Regions from separate parts of the Mus musculus genome. Here region 2 is linked to region 1. Evidence: chromatin contacts called from public Hi-C data. All regions are on one chromosome and are shown on one strand. Each heading gives the region's core, a stretch centred on a gene start, on an enhancer-like site or on the middle of the called end of the contact. The rest is flanking DNA. Distances are from core to core; before and after follow the strand shown.

What was found. A called contact is a pair of places that touch in the nucleus more often than the background predicts.
Region 2: a Hi-C map of cerebellar granule neurons shows a contact between it and region 1, with 2.6 times the contacts expected there. The contact joins two enhancer-like sites. A contact is called at or near these places in 2 of 484 Hi-C or Micro-C datasets (cerebellar granule neurons and cerebellum).

What each region holds. Positions count from the first base shown.
Region 1 is chr4:15,318,768-15,324,636 of GRCm38.p6, reverse strand. All of the region lies in intron 3 of Gm29883 (a long non-coding RNA gene), which reads right to left. Among named protein-coding and RNA genes, the nearest start is that of Gm29829, 4.3 kb to the right of the region's middle. Within about 2 kb of position 3,081, at least 4 of the 459 cell types and tissues checked have an H3K27ac peak or open chromatin away from gene starts, as enhancers often do. A contact at or near this core is called in cerebellar granule neurons and cerebellum, where this site is marked.
Region 2 is chr4:15,592,498-15,598,366 of GRCm38.p6, reverse strand. No RefSeq gene overlaps it. Among named protein-coding and RNA genes, the nearest start is that of Gm24317, 210 kb to the right of the region's middle. Within about 2 kb of position 3,661, at least 19 of the 459 cell types and tissues checked have an H3K27ac peak or open chromatin away from gene starts, as enhancers often do. A contact at or near this core is called in cerebellar granule neurons and cerebellum, where this site is marked.

The DNA.
Region 1 (5,869 bases), core at 1,832-4,331:
TGGAGTAGAGAAAAGGTAAATGCATTTGCATTTTAGTTTATTTCAGTTTCTTCTCAAATGGCATAACTTGTGGTCCTTCTGTAGAAGGGAACCTGTGTAACGCTGAAGAAAGGAGAGTGAAATGTAGAACAAGCACGCTGCACAGAGAGATGGTTTCAATTTTTAAAATGAGGTTCACAGAATTTGTTCAGTTGGTCAGGTTCAAAAGAAATGCTGGACAAATGGCTGAACGAAGTGCCTGTTAGCACACCAAAGCACGTGCTGGGGGCTGCCCTCCAGGCTCCGTCCGTGCCAGGGGCTGCTCTCACTTCTTCTCACAATGGGTCTTTCCCTAACCTTCTCCAGCTCATGGGCTTGCCTCCCGCAGCTTCTCATTCCTGTACAACCCTGCTATTTCAGTCTTGTGCTTTCTTTTACTCTTTCTTTTTGCCTTCATCTCTTGGTCCTCCTCTCTTGTTCACCCTCCTCCACAGCCCTGCACCCCCACCACCACCACTACCATGGCCAGACCCAATCTTCTGGCCATGTTTAGTCTACTACTTCCTCTCTCTGCTCTGAACTCTTCCAGGAGCCCGTGGATGTGCTCTACCTCATCTCTACAGTAAAGAGCGTCCCCTCAAACCATACCTTGGAGGAGTGACTTCCTCACTTTATACAAAATCTATGCAATGACTTCATTATCAAAGAAACAAGAAAAAAAGGCAGCATCTTCCTCTACTGCCCTTTTGTGCATCACGCTCTGCCCCCTACTCAGCCTCCAAGTCTTCCAAGCTGTGGCCTTTCCAGCCACACTCTGTGGCTTAGATACACGGTCTACTCATCTGGGTTCAGATTCCAAATGTAAAACAGCATCTATACCACATCTAAGTATGAAGGATTGTGATGAGCAAGGCGTATTTGCGGGGAAAGGGCACATCCAGGGTTTATAGGAACATGCTGGAATCCCTGGTTCTCTGGTCATAACCAATCTCAGGGAGAAACAGCCCCGCCCCAACTCCTCTTTTTTCTAGCACTGTTCCAGTTGTCTGCAAATTGGACAGATCGGCATTCCAACTTCTCAAATCTGTCCACACACATTTCCTCTAATGGCTGAAGGATTCAACAGGTACCTATGGATAGGCTGGACATTACAATCAGAAGCAACTCACTAAAGATGGAGGAATTTGCCAAAACTTTGATTCTATGCTGTTGCAATAAACTTAAAAGTGTCCAGTGAAGCAATTTAAATTTCACTGGAAATATTTTAAGTAAAGTTGATAGTAGAGAAAAGTGTGATGAATGCGATTGCTGGGCACAGTGCCAAGGGTGCTGATGCTGGATTTTATGAAACACGATCTTGCTGAGTACCTGGTTACAGATGTGTGATATGCAACCTTACTCTGTTACTCCCTTGTTCTACACTGTGATCTTGTTCTTCTTATACATGCTCTTCCCTTTCTCCTTTCTCTTGTAATTCCAAATATCTACTCCAGTGCCTCTCTTGCACCCCTAACTGTCTATGGTGGTTTGAGAATGGCCTCCATAGATTCATATATTTAAGTGCTTGGTCCCAGCATGGTTCCAGTGCATAGAACCATTTTGGCAAGAATTTGAACATTTGACCTTGTTGGGGGAGGTGAGCCACTGAGGGGAATGGGCTTCAAAGTTTCAAAAGGCCCTGCCCAGGTTCAGGCTGTGCCCCTCTGCCTACAACCTGTGCATCAGATCTGAGTCCTTAGCTACTGCTCCAGCACCATGGCTGCCTGCTGCCATGCTTCTCACAATGATGGTCATGGACTCACCTTCTAAAACTGTATGCAGGGCACCCATTAAATGCTAAGTTGCCTCCGTCAAAGCACCTCTTCACAGCAACAAAACAGTAACTAAGACACTCTTCTTTTCCATTCCCTGTACTTCCCATTTCTTCTCTGAGTGAAACACTTCTTAGTCCCTGCCTCCTAGAGCCTGGTTAACCTCATCCAAACACACTGGTCACTGAAGGAGTCTCTTGTTTTCCCTTTTCTCCTTACTGTGTCTAGACTGCAGAGCTTTGAAGTGCACGTAAAGAGTCATGGAAAGGATTTCCCACTTACTCATAAGATGCAACTTCACCTCCATTGTAAAAACTACTACTCGTTTTTCCTTAATTTTGGTTTGTTAAGACAGATTTCTTTGTGGAGCCCAAGCTTGTCTTGTCCTTCATCCTTGACTGCCAAGCGTAGGTGCCATCCCACCTGGCCAGAAACTGCTTTTAACTTTGCAATGTGAAAACAATACCTTTGTGTATGGGACTATTAAAGCTTTAACTGCAAGCAGAATCGAATATAGTCAAAGTTCCAGTTGCCTCAAATGTTTCTAGTGGAGATATTGAGGCAAACGTAGGCCATCACAGAACCATTACAGAGAACAAACTTTAATGTTTTACATGATTAATTTTTGAGTTAAAATAAACCCCTTTTCACAATTGAAAGCTGGGGCACATAGCTCAGCTGTAAGTACGGTATTTACTTAGACTGTGCAAAGCTCTGGGCCTGATTCACAGTACCTGATTCACTCAGAAAAAAAAAAAATTCTAAAAACCAAAACACTATCTTGAATTAAGTTATTTTTCTGAGCCTTGAAAGCACCTGCGGTCCCTTCCAATGTGCCTGTGTGCCAGCACCCTTGAGCTGAATCCACACCATCAGGCCCTGATATCACTGTGCCAAGGGGAAAGGTGGCTTTGAAGTGACATTGGCTGAGATCCAAATAGGGTTTAGAAATCTGAGCAGCAACAGAACTGGGTCATGAGCCTAAGAACCTCTGTGAAATCTCCATGCTGATCTGTGACCTTTCACTCCTCTCTCTTGAGAATGAAACTTGAACAGGAACATAGCTGAGTACAAAGGTCTCTTCTGAAGTCTGATTAAAATAAATATTTCAAAATATAAAATCTAAGAAGCAAGAGAAGAACACAGGAGAGTAGCAAAATTCTAACTGGTTTACATGATAGACAGAAAATGATTATAATTATAATTTATATGCACCTTTTCTCGGTATCATTTGATAACCTTTGATTGGTTTCATTCCTGTATAGAGCTATTTGGCATTTTTCCAGACCTACAATTTGACCCAGATCCTAGAAATAAGAAATTAATACAGACCTGCTGTACAGAAGGGAATAACACAGAATCTCCACAAAGAAATTTGCTACCTGCAGCCTATTTCTCAGCACTAATGGTCTCTGGGGGTGGGGTGGGCGGTAAACCAACCCCTCACAATTTTTTTCTGGCATTTCTTGAAAACCTGATACTCAGGTCAAGGGAACAAAAATCAAAGTTTGTGATGCACACTTACTCCTAGCTTTACTCTAAGTGTTACTAATCAGATGTGATGCACACTTACTCCTAGCTTTACTCTAAGTGTTACTAATCAGATGTGATGCACACTTACTCCTAGCTTTACTCTAAGTGTTACTAATCAGATGTGATGCACACTTACTCCTAGCTTTACTCTAAGTGTTACTAATCAGATGTGATGCACATTTACTCCTAGCTTTACTCTAAGTGTTACTAATCAGATGTGATGCACATTTACTCCTAGCTTTACTCTAAGTGTTACTAATCAGATGTGATGCACATTTACTCCTAGCTTTACTCTAAGTGTTACTAATCAGATGTGATGCACACTTACTCCTAGCTTTACTCTAAGTGTTACTAATCAGATGTGATGCACACTTACTCCTAGCTTTACTCTAAGTGTTACTAATCAGATGTGATACACACTTACTCCTAGCTTTACTCTAAGTGTTACTAATCAGATGTGATGCACACTTACTCCTAGCTTTACTCTAAGTGTTACTAATCAGATGTGATGCACATTTACTCCTAGCTTTACTCTAAGTGTTACTAATCAGATGTGATGCACATTTACTCCTAGCTTTACTCTAAGTGTTACTAATCAGATGTGATGCACACTTACTCCTAGCTTTACTCTAAGTGTTACTAATCAGATGTGATGCACACTTACTCCTAGCTTTACTCTAAGTGTTACTAATCAGATGTGATACACACTTACTCCTAGCTTTACTCTAAGTGTTACTAATCAGATGTGATACACACTTACTCCTAGCTTTACTCTAAGTGTTACTAATCAGATGTGATACACACTTACTCCTAGCTTTACTCTAAGTGTTACTAATCAGATGTGATACACACTTACTCCTAGCTTTACTCTAAGTGTTACTAATCAGATGGCAGTAGTGTCCTTTCTTCTCCCACTATAGAAATCATGTCTGCAGCAGGAGTGCTGCCCATGTAGAATTAATTCCACAGCTCTTGACAGTTCTTTCATTACAACTCCCAAGTGTACGGTGTCAAGGTTTCCAAGACCTTGAGGGAGAGGGGGAGGGGGAGGGGGAGGGGAGGCAGAGGGACAGAGGGAGAGGGACAGAGGGAGAGGGAGAGACCAGGTTACCACTCCAGGTCCAAGGGTGTCCCAGACCTTTGGACCTCAGGCTTCTAACGCTTCTCGCACTAACACTGTCAGTGCTATGGCTGCAATCTTGGCTGTCACCCTGATCCCTTGCCTGCTCTGAGGTTTTTCTCTGTCTTGTCAGTGCACTGTTACATTTGCCAGTGACTGTCTGGTTCTGATGCTTCTGTATCTCAGCCTGCCTGGCTTCCACTCACACGGTGACCTCCTCATACACAACCACAAACCAACCATAGCAGACCTCTATGCTACGCTTATACCAGTGAAAGCATGATTTGTTTTGCTCTGAACATAAGAGTCCCTTGCTAGGCCATAGGAGCAAATACTTCCCCTTTGGTCCGGGTGGGTGTGGCTGCAGGGAAAGTTTTGTGCAAGCTTTGTGGAAGTGTTGTGCCAGCATCTTCAAGGTACCAATCATGCTATAGCCATGGTTGTCATGCCACTTTTGTCAATATAGCCATGTGATTTAAATCCTGCAGTGTGAGCCAAGACAAAGAAGAAAGAACAGCACAACAGCCAAATTCACATCCTGTTCACTCCATCATTGTTCATGATGTGAGCCTAGTGCTATCAAAGTTCTTGACTAAAAAAAATGTAGACAAAGTGTTGTGACTGCAGATTCCCAGGTTTGGAAAAGGGCACATCCACTGGGAATAGAAGCAATCATCTTGAGATGACTCCCATGAGTGGTGCTATGGAGAGAAAGAATGAGTAACATCTGTGAGACAGCAGAATAGCCGTAGATCATGGCAAGGTCACCATGCAGAAAGCCACGCACACTTTTCTGAAGAGACGGGTCAGGCAGTGCTGGATCTGGAGGCTTCTGAATCGATTGTGTAAGCAGCAGCCACAACAGTGACTCTTTCCAGAAAAGACTTCATTTCTAACAGACCTAAGCTTGAGTTATAGCTCAGCCACCCACCTTCATTGGCGTGGGTTTCTCAGAGCCTCAGTTTCCTTATCTCAAAGCAAGGTGAAATGAACTCTGTTCCCTTGGGTTATCATGAGGGCAGCAGATCAATTGCATGGTAACTGGCTCCCCTTTGTGGCCAAGGATGGTGACAGCTGAAGGCAAGAGGATATGATGTTGAGCTGATGACACAACTTGAGGATGTTCAGCCCTGCGCTGTGACTATAAGCCTCTGATGTGTTACGGGGCCATTGGAATGTATTGGTGGATGTGCCCTGGTTCCCTGCAGTGCATGGTACAATGGTCAAGGAGTAAGTGAGGTTTCGATGAATGTTTGAGTTTCTGCCCCTCCTGGTTTTGTAACATCATTGCTAATACTCTGTGTTTCTGAGTTTCTTGTCTCTGGCTTAGTGAGCTTTGATGCAGCATGGCAAGTTGTAGTTCATTACCAGACCGAAGAGTTCACTAATGCTCATCTTTCCACACCAAAGTGTGTATCCCACTAGT
Region 2 (5,869 bases), core at 2,412-4,911, 270 kb before region 1:
CCATCTGTCTCACAGGACCATTAAATGTTACAAAGCTACTCTTAGGCATTGCTTTTATGGACCATTGAGGAAGCTCAAATCTATTTGGCATTTTTGGCTCATCTATTGTTCTCCCATTCCTAATTGATTTTACCAGCTGAGTCATTCTACCACAAGCTAGGCTGGCTTACAATATAATTTAGTTCATATGATTCTAGCTAGACTCCAGCTAACATTGTAGGGACTAACTAAATGTCCTATCTTTAATTATAACATGAAATTGGAAACAATCTAGATATCATTCATTAGAAGAATAGATAAAGAAAATATGGTACGTTTAAACTATGGAACATTACTCAGACATTTAAAAATAACTTCATGAAATTAACACATAAACATGGAACTAGAAAATAAAATCATCTTAAGTGAGGTATCCCAAACATGGAAAGGCAAATATAGTATGTGGAAAGGATTCACCAACTTTTTCGTTCACTCTCTTCTGTCCTTCTCTCTCCCTGCACCTGCTCTAACTAGTGACTGATATCTTTACAACATTTGTGCTTGTACACCATCTATAGCCAACTCATCCCAGAAATGCTAATTATTTGTTCTATCGAAGTTCTTCTTTTATGGATTTACCAATTTGTAGTAGAGAGAGGGTTATAAATATTTGCTTCATAATTCTAAAATTTTTTTACCATGTTTAGTTGTAAAAAAATAACAAGAATAGGCAGACAAAATCCTCAGGCATACATTACTGGTTTTTAGTGTCTTGTCTTTTTGATATAAAGAGCAAACTGTGAATTTTGCAATAAAAATACTTCTCAAAAGTTAATCTTTTCCAAAACCACGCAATAAGACAAAATATAATCTTTGCTAAGTTAATACTTCCACAGTTTTAACTGAGAACGTGACTTTTTAATCAGATTGTATCATGAATTAAAGACCATCATTAACTATAGATCATACACACACACACACACACACACACACACACACACACACACACACACAAACTTGAAAAGCGCCATGTCCAACAGTTTTCCCACCAATGAGATCCCATCAGCTCCAGTCCCACCAAATGAGAATGAGGACATCACCCCAGTTTTAGGTCAACTTAAGCAAGCTTTGTTTTCTATTATACAGGGCTGACTCCTTAAAGTGGGCTTGAGGCAATGACCATGAACACAGGAGACAGTGGGGTTCTTATAGCTTTAAAAAGCCCACAAGACTAGGGGATTTCAAAGAGTTGAGAGATTTTTTTTGGTTACATAGAAATCTGGCTGAACATCTCAAAATTATTTGCAGAGCATCAGTTTTATCAAGGTAGAAGTGATGGTACAAAGTATATGATGTTGAACAGGTCAAATTCCAGGAAATTGGTTAAGATGTGGTCAAATTCAAGTTTTACAGAAAAAAAAAATGAATAGACTTATTTTGACCTTGCAACTAGATGGCTTCAAATCTTAAGATGGACTCAGGCTGGTCTATCACCAACTTCCTGTATCTGGAACAAATAATAACTTGTGGATTTGATGTTTTTAGCAATATGATCTGTTAGATTCAGTTCATAAATTTTAATTCTCTAAAAGATGCTTGAAATGATTAGGAAAGAGCAACTTGAGGTAAACAGCTGCTGCTGGTTAGCAGAAATACTCTTCCCACCTGACCCCTGCCGAGCTGACACAATGGCTTCTGTGGCTCTGTTATGACTCAATCTCGTCCTGACATTTAACAGACCCATATAATTTCACTCCATTTTATATGCACCTTCCATCCTCCCCAATCAGGGACCATCATTATCCCTGCTTGGAGCTGACTCAGATGCGTGACAGAAGTCAGCTCCTTGTAGGTTGTCTGCGCCCAATTCCTCCTGGTTTGCTTCTAGAACAATGGAGAAGGTTGGATTTCTTGTAGAATTCAGTTAAAGTTTGAGGCATGTGATCTATTGATAAGAGAGTTTAATATAGCTTGTTCCTACACACAAATCCATAATTCAGTTACTACTCCAACAAACCCTAGTTACTGGCAAGAGAAAAATAAAAAGAGGAAACAAGGCAAACATGACAGGAGAGTTGAAGTGACAGGTGTACGGTTAGAACTGCCAGTTCCCACTGCCAAAAGGCTGAGACAATATGCTGTTAATAGAACACAGGCATTTCTCACTCTGCAGTGACGTCCTGGGCAACCATGCTCAGGTGGGATGAACAAGGGTTAAAGCCAGCTTGGCTCTCCCCTCAACCTCCTGTGCCCAGATTCAATCATCTTCAATCTATCTGTGCTCTTGCTTCACATGTGTGGAAGAGGGCAAAATACGTAAGCCTTTCATTTTATCTTGTATGCCTGTTAGAAAATGCAAAAATCCAACCAGAAAGCTGGGTATGGAGGACACATTGAACTTCAGTCATCAGGCTACTGACCCCACGATAAGTAAGCAACCCTGAAGCTACATCAGAAGCCAGAAAGAATACAGTACTTGGTACTCATTTAGAAATATATGATGAAGGAGAGCGAGGTGTATGTGGTAGGTGCTACCTAGCTTCTCGTGATGGGTATAAACTGTCCTGCTCTGTCTTTATAACAACCTCCCTAGCCTTTTGTTATTGTTGTTGTGCTTTTTGAGAGTTTTCATTTGTTTTGTTTTTCCATCCTGCCCTATCTCTGCTGGGTCCCCTACCTTGCTCGCTGCTTTTACCTCAGTTTGCATTACTGGTTTTGTCTCCCCCCTCCTCTATTTTCCTGGTTTGGAATATTGCTTCTAAGATTAATAATAAAGAAGTAATAATCTTCCAAATATGCTCTTCCTATCTGCCAATCTATGGGCAGCAATTCTGGCACAATCCTTAATTGAACGGTTCTTTTCTCTTCTGTGGTCTTTGCTTTATTGTGGATGCAGTGGCCCATGCTGTGCCTTTCTGCCATCACATTTTCTTTTCCAATCACTTCCTGCTCTGTAATTCTGAGACTACAATTCTCCAAAATTAGACTTTATTAAATTTCTATTTAGAAATATAAGTCATTTCCTATCACTTCCAAGATGAATTCCAAACCTGAATTGTCTGGAAAGCTTTTTACAAACTTAGCTCTGGTATACAGCAATGTAATATTTACACAATATAATATTTGTGTAGAGAATGGTGTTGTGTGTGCACGTGTGCTTGTAGGTATACTTTGTGTGTGTGCATTTCCGTGGTGGGAACAAGGTTATGTTGCATGTCTTGCTCAATTGTTCTCTGCCTCATTAATTTTGAGTTCTTGAACTGGAGACCACTGATTTGACTAGATTGCCTGGCCAGCAAACCTTGCAGATTCTCCTGACTACAGTGGTTGCAGGTATATATTGCCATGCCTGCATTTCGGTGTAGGGGCTAATGATCTGCATTCAGGGCCTCATACTATCACAGCTTGCACTGATCAATCCATCACTCCAGACCTTATTTTTAAATGACAAAAAAAAAAAAAAAATACTGTATCTTTATCTATGTCCTGCTCACACACCTGAGTAATTCAAAAGCCCTATTTACAGAGATAAGGGAGTCATCTTTGAAAGTGCAAACTGCAGTTGAAGAAGACAGCATTTTCTTGTCTGAAAGCTTCCTTTTTACCCCCTCCATCGTCCCTGGGCTAAGCCAACTCTTACACCCCCACACTGCCGACATCTCCTCCCTCTTCTTGGATTCAGCCTTGAAGGAGCACAGCTATGATATTGGCAGAGAGCATGCCAGGAGGAACAAGTCATTGGGTTCTGATTTTAGATGGATTGCTTAAAACAAATCTCACCAAAATAAAGGAACAAAATAAACCTTTCAGAGTGCCAAGCTACATACTCTGCCAGTGTCTCCGGTGTGCTTTTGATTAGCTGAATCATGTTCTGTTAGAATTCATGTGTAAAAATTCTATTCTCTCAAATCTCTGAATGTGAGTGTGTTTGGAGCTGGTATTTGTGACAAGGGTATTAAGGGAGAATGAGATCAATAGGATGGATCCTTACAGGAAGAGGAAATTAGACAGAAACAGAAGGATAACTACATGAGGACTGAGGGAGAAGGAGGCTGTCTTTCAACAAAAAGAAGAGAGGAGAGTCCCAGAAGAAGCTAAACCAACACATTAATCTTTGACTTTTAGCACTGTGAGGACATGGGTTTCTATGGCGACAACCACTCAGCACACGGTGCTTTGTTATGGCAGTTCTAAAAAGCTCATACAATCTATAAACACAGCCTGGCACAATGTTTTGATTTATTGCCATGTACCACACTTTGTTCTATGCAGTTTGTATATATTTAACTTATTTAATCTTTAGAATAGCTGTAAAAGGGTCCTATTTATACCTCTGTTGTGTGGGTGAACAAGCTCCATTGTGGACAGGCTAGTTAATGTTATTGGATAGAATAGCTAGAAACTAGAGGGGTTGTGATTTATAACTGCGATGGGTTTGAATACAGTCTGTGCTGCCTGCTGAATTCTATTCTATATTCTAGAGTTGGGATGCTCCTGACTTGCTGATTTCTCACTTTAAAACATGATTGTGAAGTTCTTATACATTCTACAGGTGTTAACTCTCCCATTTCATAAAAAAAAATTAGCTCTCTTTTGTTCTTGTATCTACATTATGGCTCAGATTAACAATCTCCTTCTTTGTGTACCAATTTCACTGCATCACAACCCCTATGTTGGTTGCAATTGATTGCAATTGAGGTGTCTGTCTCACTCCCTAGACTGGGTGAATTGGGTGTTAGGGGAGCTATACTTAACATTATATTCTGAAGGATGGAGCAGGGGTGGGTACCACACTACAGTGAAAGCAGGACTTGTCAGTCAGTGATACAACTCTTAAAGCTTGCTCTCCTGGATACTGAAATCTCTTTTCTCCATCACTTTGTGCATTTACAATGCATTCCAAAGAAGTACAATGGTGTAAATACCTAACACTCATGAATCTGTTATAGTGTACTCCATTAGGAAGAGAACTCTGACCCCCCCAGCTCTGCTTCTAAGGCAGTGCTGGGCGATGCTAAGTTTCTGGGCTCACATGTTTCACTCCATATCGATAAGGTAGTGGTAGCTAAAGATCATATCCAGGCAGCCGCATTTCTCAAACATCACTCATTTTAGCAATGAAAAAGTATTTCTGCTATTTCTTTTGTTAGGAAGCGTTTTTGTAGTGCATGCTGCCTTTGGAGAGAAGAATTCAGGTAAATATCTTTCAAATTTGAGCCAGCTACTACTTGAGTGTAACTTCTGGTTGAAAACCTTTAAATGTCAACTAACCACACCTGGGCTACAAATAATTCAGCTTTATCTATGCTGAAGTACTTAAAACAAAAACTGTGGGCTGGAGTAATAGACCAATTGTTAAGCTGTTCTTCCAAAGAATCAGGGTTCAATTCCCAACCCTATAGCCCCCTGTAACTCCAGCCCCAGGAAATGCAAGTGCCCTCTTCTGGCTTCTGGGAGAACTACGTGCACATGGTGTACAGATAATAGTCGCAGGCAAAACACCCACACCCATAAAAATAGATAAGTTTTAAAAATAAGAAAAAATATAACTACACCCAATATTATCAATGAGATTCCTAAAGTGGCTATACAAATGTACACTCCAAAAATAAATGATCACTCTAGATGCTCTATCAACATTGGTACCTGCTGTTGTCAGTTTTTGGTGTTATTTGTTAATTATTTTAAGTGTGTGTGTGAGTGTAGTTAGTTGCATGTGTGTTCAGGAGCCAAAGGAGGCCAGAAGAAGCAGTAGAAGCCCCTAGAGCTGTAGCTGCAAATGGCATTGTGAGCCTCCAGAGGTGGGTTGTAGGAACAAAACTCAGGTTCCTACGAGAGCAGTAATACTCATGATAGTTGAACCATCTCTTTGGCTCTAGTCTTCAGTGTT